2 separate regions of the Mus musculus genome follow, and region 1 is linked to region 2. Evidence: chromatin contacts called from public Hi-C data. All regions are on one chromosome and are shown on one strand. Each heading gives the region's core, a stretch centred on a gene start, on an enhancer-like site or on the middle of the called end of the contact. The rest is flanking DNA. Distances are from core to core; before and after follow the strand shown. Region 1 overlaps Trio (triple functional domain (PTPRF interacting)). Region 2 overlaps Ank (progressive ankylosis).

Region 1 (3,695 bases), core at 396-2,895, 450 kb after region 2:
CCAAAATTAGTCCAATGCCACTCACTTATCGGCAAGGTCCCTGGAGACGCTGGGCCAACAGCCTGGGCTGTCTCATTGTGGTTTTAGAAGCTGCTTTGCTAATGCGATCCAGATGTTTGCACTTCAAAAACTGTCGCCATGACATCAATGGAGCCCTATCATTCTTTTAAGATTTATTTTGTCTGTGTGTGTGTGTGTGTGTGTGTGTGTGTGAATTTGACAAAAACTAGGGTAAATCTGAGAAATGACCTTTAGGCAAGTCTATGAGGCTTTTCTTGATTCGTTACTGATGAAGGAGTGCCCAGTTCATTATGGGCAGTGCCACCCCTGGACATGCAGTCCTGGCATGTCTAAGAAACAAGCTAAGCAAGCCATGAAAACTGAGGCAGGAGGCAGTGGTATCCCATGGTCTCTGCTTCTGCTCTTTCCCTGGAACCCCTCAACTGATGAGGGTAACCGCTAAATCAAATCAACCATTTCTGCCCACAGTTGCTTTTCGTCAGCATTTTATCACATAAACAGGAGACAAACTAAAACAGCGTGCCTGTGTGTATGCGTGTAGACTACATGTGTGCCAGGGCCCACAGAGACTGGGAGAGGGTGTCAGATCCCCTGGAACTGGAATTACAGGTGGTGTAAGCCACTTGATGTGGGTGCTTGGAACTGAACCTAGGACCTTTGTGAGAGCTGCAATGAGCTTTTTCACCAGCCCCACCTTGCAGCCACCTAAATCTTCTGATGGTACCACCTGGTCATTAAACTAATACCACTGGGAAAATTAAACCCTTGTATATAGCGCTAGTTTGCACAACTAAGCCTCAGTTGTGGTGGGTTCACAGACCCAGAGACTACTGACTTATTGCAGAAGGCGGCAAGCCTGAATGTGTGGATCAGTGTCTTTCTAGCCCTTCTTTGACTCCTCTGTGGAATCACTTTAGGCTTGGAAGGGCCACAGCAATCATTTCCTCTCTCCTGGCTGCAGTTTCTTCCTGGGTGAGTCATGCATTTCGGAGAATCGTTGGAGCATTCAAAGAGAAAATGCATGCAAGCATCTTGCACCGGAGCTGGGCGGAATGTGGCACAGCTCACAGCAGCTGTCATGTGGCTATGACTGCCACGGGATGCAGTCACGACAGTGGAGAGGGGCATGGCCAGAGGCAGCGCACACGGCGGGGGTTCAGGTGTCGGAAAGGATGTGCTTGTATGGACATCCAGCTGAATACCCTTGAGCATCTGTCTCCTCCCCTCTCCAGCACACATCTCTGCTGGCCCTTCCCTCAACCAGTCACAGCAGAGCAAGGGAAAAGAGAGAAGCAGAAAGTCCAGAGGTTTTCTCTTCTAATAATGAAGCAAGTGGTTGCTATTGGCAACCAAACATTCCTGCCCTGCCCCCATCACCACTCAAGGAGACTCCGCTGCTTTGCACACTCTGGTCATTTTTCTGGTTATGATTTCCACCAGTGCAATCCCTCCTTGCGAGCAGGATAGCCTTGTTCACATTCCTGTGACCCCATGTGAAGGGCAGCCTGACAAAGGAAAAGCAATTTAATTACAAATGCGCGGCTGCAAGAAACCAATAGGGCCGTGGCAGCACAGAGGTATCTGTGTGAAGACAGTGACGGCATGCTGGCCACGTGGCCAGAGCTAAAGGGATTACATCATCTCCTTTGTGCGAGGATGAACTGCAGGAGGGGCTGTTCAGTGCTGCAAGCACCACAGGGAGCTGCAACGGAGAGCTGCGCTTCTGTGGAAAGTCGCCCTTATTTGTCTTCCGTGTCGAAAATAAAAACATGTCCCCCAAAGACGATATAATCAAGCAGGTTGGATTTTTCTAGCGGTTCATATTCATCGTTTCCCTGTGTCTTGTCTAATGCACTGTTTCGAGACTGGAGCGGTCTTGGGAGGAAGGTAGGACAGTTCTCCTCCCACTGCGCACAGACTCTCAGTTCCCCACACTGTGTGGCGTTCACTGCCAACAGAGACGGAAGAGCTGGTGTTAGGGAGGAGAGCTGGGCACATCCCCACGCAGGGCAACTTCTGTTCTCATTTACAGTGACTCCATTAAATTATAAACAAACAAACAAACAAACAAACAAACAAATAAATGAAAGCCGGGGTGGGGATGGGGGAAGGCGCCAGCCCAGAATGATGTTATTACCAAGAAGCCTGCTCACAAAATGTATCCTGTAAGCAAACACACCTGCCGCTAACGGTCATTCAAAACCTCGTCCAGCAGAGCAGCACAGGATCTGTGCCTACGGGTCATTTAGTGTGATCTCGACAAATGCAAATTAAACTTACAGAACAGAATAAAGGACGTCAGAACCCGCAGACACACACTCCATTGGTGATTCCCTCTTCCACAGACAGCCCAGTGAGTGCTGGGTACTCACTCAGTAAATAAGGAGGCCCAGCAGCTGGCTGGCATAAGTTTATAACAACCACCTCAGCCACCTCAGGATCACAGGATGGCCCTAGAACCAGAAATAATCCGCAGCCATTCCATGCCCAGGTCTGGTTTACAGAGCTGTCGTGAGAATCCTGTGTATGCACCTGCCTTGGGAAGAACAGCAGAAGCCTGAAGCCAGACAAGGGCAGTTTTGCAAGGCTGTCTACCCCAGCCTGTAAACACCTGAAGAGAGAACTGCATCCCCGTCACCAGGGTCCCTGTGCTTCACCTATGCAGTCTCCAGCTCAGAGCACCTGGAGGGGAATCAGACTCACAGGAAAGAACATCATTTTAAGGAAGTCAGCCTCTGGAAGCACACCCAAGAACTACCGCACCTTAATAAACTCCTTAGAGTCTCTAAGCAGGCTTGCCCTAAGCACTAACAGGCAAGCCTTAAAACCCTGAACATAGTGCCTGGCACACTGTGCCACAACAGTGCCAACAAACGTCAGCTCTACTGAGGACCATCTGCTCCAAAACAGAGCCCAACTCAGGATAGGTGAGAGGGACCCAGAAGGCAGGAACGACCCTGCTCGATGCACAGAGAACAAGGCTGGACCTGGGATCCGTTGTCTGCCCCCATAAGGCCCTGGCTTCAAGGACGCTGCCAGGGCCCTGTGTGTATTTAATCTACACAGTCAACACACAATTAACCAGTTGAGTAATGAATGGCTTGAATCAATTCATCTAACCCTACTAATCTATTCAATGTCACTTTGAACTGGCAGCGGATGCTTCTGAAATACATCCAGCACACTTCCCTGTAGCAACACTAGACAAAAGGTTTTGCAGACAGGATGCTCATTAGCAGATGCTCAGGTCGCACATCCATGTCTAATTGTTTTAAAAATACAAATGGAGTAAAGCTACAGATATGCATACATGATTTCTCCAAAATCCTTTGCTCATTTATATTGGTATTTTGCCAGCTTCTAATGCTGGGGTTTCCTAAATACAAATACAAAATCCACTGATACTCCTTAAACTCAGAGGTCTAAGCAAAATTGTAACAAAATCCCACCTTTTTAGCAATATAATCAGTCTAACTTGTAAACTCTGTTGACAAAGTAACAAGTATTTTGATGTGTATAATAATAATAATAATAATAATAATAATATAAGCACACTGATAATAGATGATTGATAGATATAAACAGATAAGATAGATGCCAGATTGATGGATAGATAGATAGATAGATAGATAGATCATGTGTTCAACTTGTAAGAAAGAATCTACAATGAAATC
Region 2 (3,645 bases), core at 6-2,505:
GTGCCTTAATAAATAGCAGTCGCTTTTTGTGCAGGCAGTGTGAACAGTGGTCGTTTGGGGACAATCTGTGTGTGGGGGTGACACTGGAGGGACATAATCCTTTTGGTGTGAGGATTCTATTTTCTCACCATTACACAAAGAGAAAGAGCGTGGTCAGAAATAGAACCAGAGTGCCCTCCTCCCCGCCCCCTCCCCCCAGCTTTCTACGAGGCAACGAAAGAGAAATGTATCTGGGGCTCACCTGTGTGGTGAGGATCCGATCCCACAGAACAGAAATCTGATATGCTAGGCTGCCACCAGGGCGCAGGTGCATGTCTGGTGGGGGTGGGGTGCAGAAATAAGTGTGGTGTGTTTAAATATACAGATCTGTTTTGTAAACGAAAGCTCCCCTCCCTCCCTCCCTCATTAGTGCTTTAAGAGCAAATGTTTCCTTACGGAGATTATTAAGCCATTGGTTACACAACCTTGGCAGCATTTTGGTGGTTTTCTTTTGAGGTCGCCATCAGCCCCAAACTAAAATATTTACACACTGGTTGAAATAGGCTAGATAATGTTAAACAAGGAATGCGGTGTAAAACCGAGACCTTAGAAAGTGAAGTGTGGATTTGCCCTGAAGGTGATAGTGAGACTTCTAAACTGATCCTGTAACCTTCTGGGAGATGGGACAGTGGGTCAGCCTTACAGTGGTTCTCAATTCCACACAGTTGCATATCTTCGTGGTTTCCCAGAGTGAGGAATAATCTTATGTATGTGCTGCTGTTTTTCCTGGGAGTAGACAACACAGTGGCATGAAAACACCTTTCTCTCTCCTTCTCCTGTTTGATGGTGTCAGGGTTTGTGCTCTGGCCTTCTGGAGAGAGGCGGGGGGTGGGGGGAGGTCAATGTAACCAGCCATCTTTTAACAGACTGGAAGTCATTTGTAACTCGGTCTTCTTCAGAATACATTCAGTCCATGCTTGGTAACTATTACAGCTTATTGAAGAAGAAAAAAAAAAGGTGCAATAGCGATGAAGATTTCCTCCTTTCTAGAATGCAGTGATAAGCCTAAAAATTGAATAAGAACCCTCACTGGGTTTTCTACTGTCAATTTCCTAGAGTCTCGTAGTGCGTGAACGGTGGTTGTCTGCAAGCATATGTTTGTTCCATATTGAGTAGGAGAAAAATCTCTTTATCCTAAGATTGTCAGGGAGGCTGGCTCCAGAGCAAGCAGACTCTTCCAGCCCCACCGTGCTTTGGAAGCCTGGGCATCGGCAGCTTGTGACTCCCCGCCACGCCCACAGCAGTTGTTAGGATCTGAAGGCACGGACCTGCTCTGAGCCAGATCACAGGAGGACCCTGGAAGCCTTCCGTGCCTGCCTTTGTCTGATCTTTCTTCGCCTTGTGGTTCTGTGAGCAAGCTCCCTGCCTTTAGGTAGGTGGCAGGTCCCTAAGGGCCCAAGGGTAGTCACTTTCTTCAGCAGCCCTGCATCAGCTGCACATCACTGGCCTCCTCTACAAAGGAGTCTTTGTTAGAACCAGCCAGGGCCTTCTCTTTCCTTATCTTCCCCACGATTTTGTTACTATCTACCTATTCATTCATTTGGTGGCTTACTTCCCTTCCTCAGTGTGATGGGAGCTCTGCATTGAGTGGGTAACTGGCTTCCTCCCTCTCCTGGCAAATTGCACAGTGCTGAGGAAAAGGGGCTGATCATAAGACAGCCTGTAAGACGATGGCCAGAGCCAACGGCTTTCCCTTCATGCTTAGCAGTTCTTCTCATTAGGTGTCAGGAGTGTGTGTCTGCGTGTGCATGTGCATGTGTGTGCACGCGTGCATACCCGCTCTTGTGCACTTTGTGTTAGTACTTGGTTGGTGTTGAATGATACGTTTTTGGTAGAAATGACCCCAAACAGTATCAGTTGACTACCTAAGTCTTTCTGTTTACTCTTGAGCTACCATCCCTTTACCCACACAGGAAACAATAGCAAGGCTGCAGATACTACCCAGCAGTGAAATGCATAGGCCCTAGGCTCATTCTCCAGCAAAGAAGAAAGGGAGGGAGGGAGAGAGCGAGGGAGGGAGGGTGGAAGAAGAGAAGAAGGGAGAAATCCTTTTATAAGTGATGGGATAAAAGTCACATACAACTGACTATTAGGCAAGCTCCCAGGTCCGTGTGTCTCGGCCTGTTCTCCACAGGTTGTGCTCCCCACGTGTGCCTGAGGAGTGGGCTCTAGATGTTCCTGCGTCCCTTCCGTTCTATATAGAGAGTGATAGGAAATTCACACACACTTAGAAATACTGTCTGACACACTTGACTCATAGGAGTGATTGTGTGTGTGTGTGTCTTTTGTTTTTGAGACATCTTATATAGCCCTGGATAACTCCACTCTTCCCCATTCTGCAATCCCAAGTTGTGGAATCACAGGAGAAAACCAACAGGCCCAGCTGGGAGTAGTATTCCTAGACATTTGTGTGACAGACTTTAAACTTTTAAAATAACTATCTTCCTTCTGGTTCTCTTTGCACTGCCTTCTCTTCACAGTCTTTCTTAGTGTTTACAGTGAGCCAGACAGCCAGGTTCTGTGGCACAGGTCTTTAATCCCAGCACCCAGGAGGCAGAGACAGTAGATCGCTGAGTTCGAGAACAGCACGGTGCACTTAGTGACTTCTAGGGCACATAAAGCTAAGTACAGAGACCCTTCTTTCAAACACATCAAACCAGACTGTGGCCAGCAATGGCAACTTCGCCCCTCAGTACAGTGGAGTTTCAGGTACAAGGAGATGGAAGAAGCCTTAGCCCCATTTCCTCATCTCAGCTAAAGTCTTCCACATCTGCTAATTAAATGAAGGTCTAGATCAACACCCGCTTTCTTTATTGGCTGCCCTCCATTCTCCTTTCCCTCCTCGCCCACTTAAGTAAACAGGAGTAGAACTGCGTGAAGAAGTTACCAATACAATAGATGGGTGAGAATTTCCTCCTCCTGGGGGGAGTAGTTTTAAGGAGAAAATAGTTCCAAACACTATGGCTCCCGTCTTCCCTGGAAGATGTTTCCAGAAACACAGCTGTCTGAGGCGAAGGCAGAGAGCTTGACCCACCTTACAAAGGCGTTAGGAAGTGAAGTGGTACAGCTTTCAGACTCAAACATGAAAAAATCCCTGAAGTCGTCCAAGGCATGTGTGAACCAGCAAGGTCCTCTGCCACATGAAACAAATGGCAGAGAGGACACATCTGTAAGCCACCACCTGTGTCTAGATGCGATTGGAAATGGAGGCGATCGGAGGTTGCCTTGGAGCTCTCCGGATTCTCAGGATCCCTGAGCTGTATTCAAGACAGATGGCTGCTTCTCCAGTGATCCAGGCTGCGGCCTGTGGAGCTGCAATGGATCTGGAAAGTGCAGTCGTCTTCCTGGATAAGAAAGACTCCTGAGCTGAACTTTGCTTCTTTTAAGCTGGTAGCCAAGAAACTGAGGGGGGAAGCTCTGAAGTCCCGTACATCGCTGGAAACTCACCTTCCGTCAGAAAGTTAAACTCAGAAGCCTGGCAAGTGGGGTGTAGTTGTTCTGCATTTGAAAATAGGCAAGCCTGTTTGCTTATTGTTGAACGGCTGCTGGGAAGGGGCAGAAGGCTCAGAGTTTCCGAAGGTTGCCAACCAGGATGTGTTTACAATT

What was found. A called contact is a pair of places that touch in the nucleus more often than the background predicts.
Region 1: a contact with region 2 is called in a Hi-C map of cerebellum, with 1.6 times the contacts expected there. The contact joins two enhancer-like sites. A contact is called at or near these places in 1 of 484 Hi-C or Micro-C datasets (cerebellum) and 1 of 115 datasets of contacts at active chromatin or transcription factors (pancreatic cancer cells).

What each region holds. Positions count from the first base shown.
Region 1 is chr15:27,936,111-27,939,805 of GRCm38.p6, forward strand. The region is part of intron 1 of Trio (triple functional domain (PTPRF interacting)); the gene reads right to left. Among named protein-coding and RNA genes, the nearest start is that of Gm29975, 57 kb to the right of the region's middle. Within about 2 kb of position 1,646, at least 220 of the 459 cell types and tissues checked have an H3K27ac peak or open chromatin away from gene starts, as enhancers often do. A contact at or near this core is called in cerebellum, where this site is marked.
Region 2 is chr15:27,486,981-27,490,625 of GRCm38.p6, forward strand. The region is part of intron 1 of Ank (progressive ankylosis); the gene reads left to right. Among named protein-coding and RNA genes, the nearest start is that of Ank, 22 kb to the left of the region's middle. Within about 2 kb of position 1,256, at least 36 of the 459 cell types and tissues checked have an H3K27ac peak or open chromatin away from gene starts, as enhancers often do. A contact at or near this core is called in cerebellum, where this site is marked.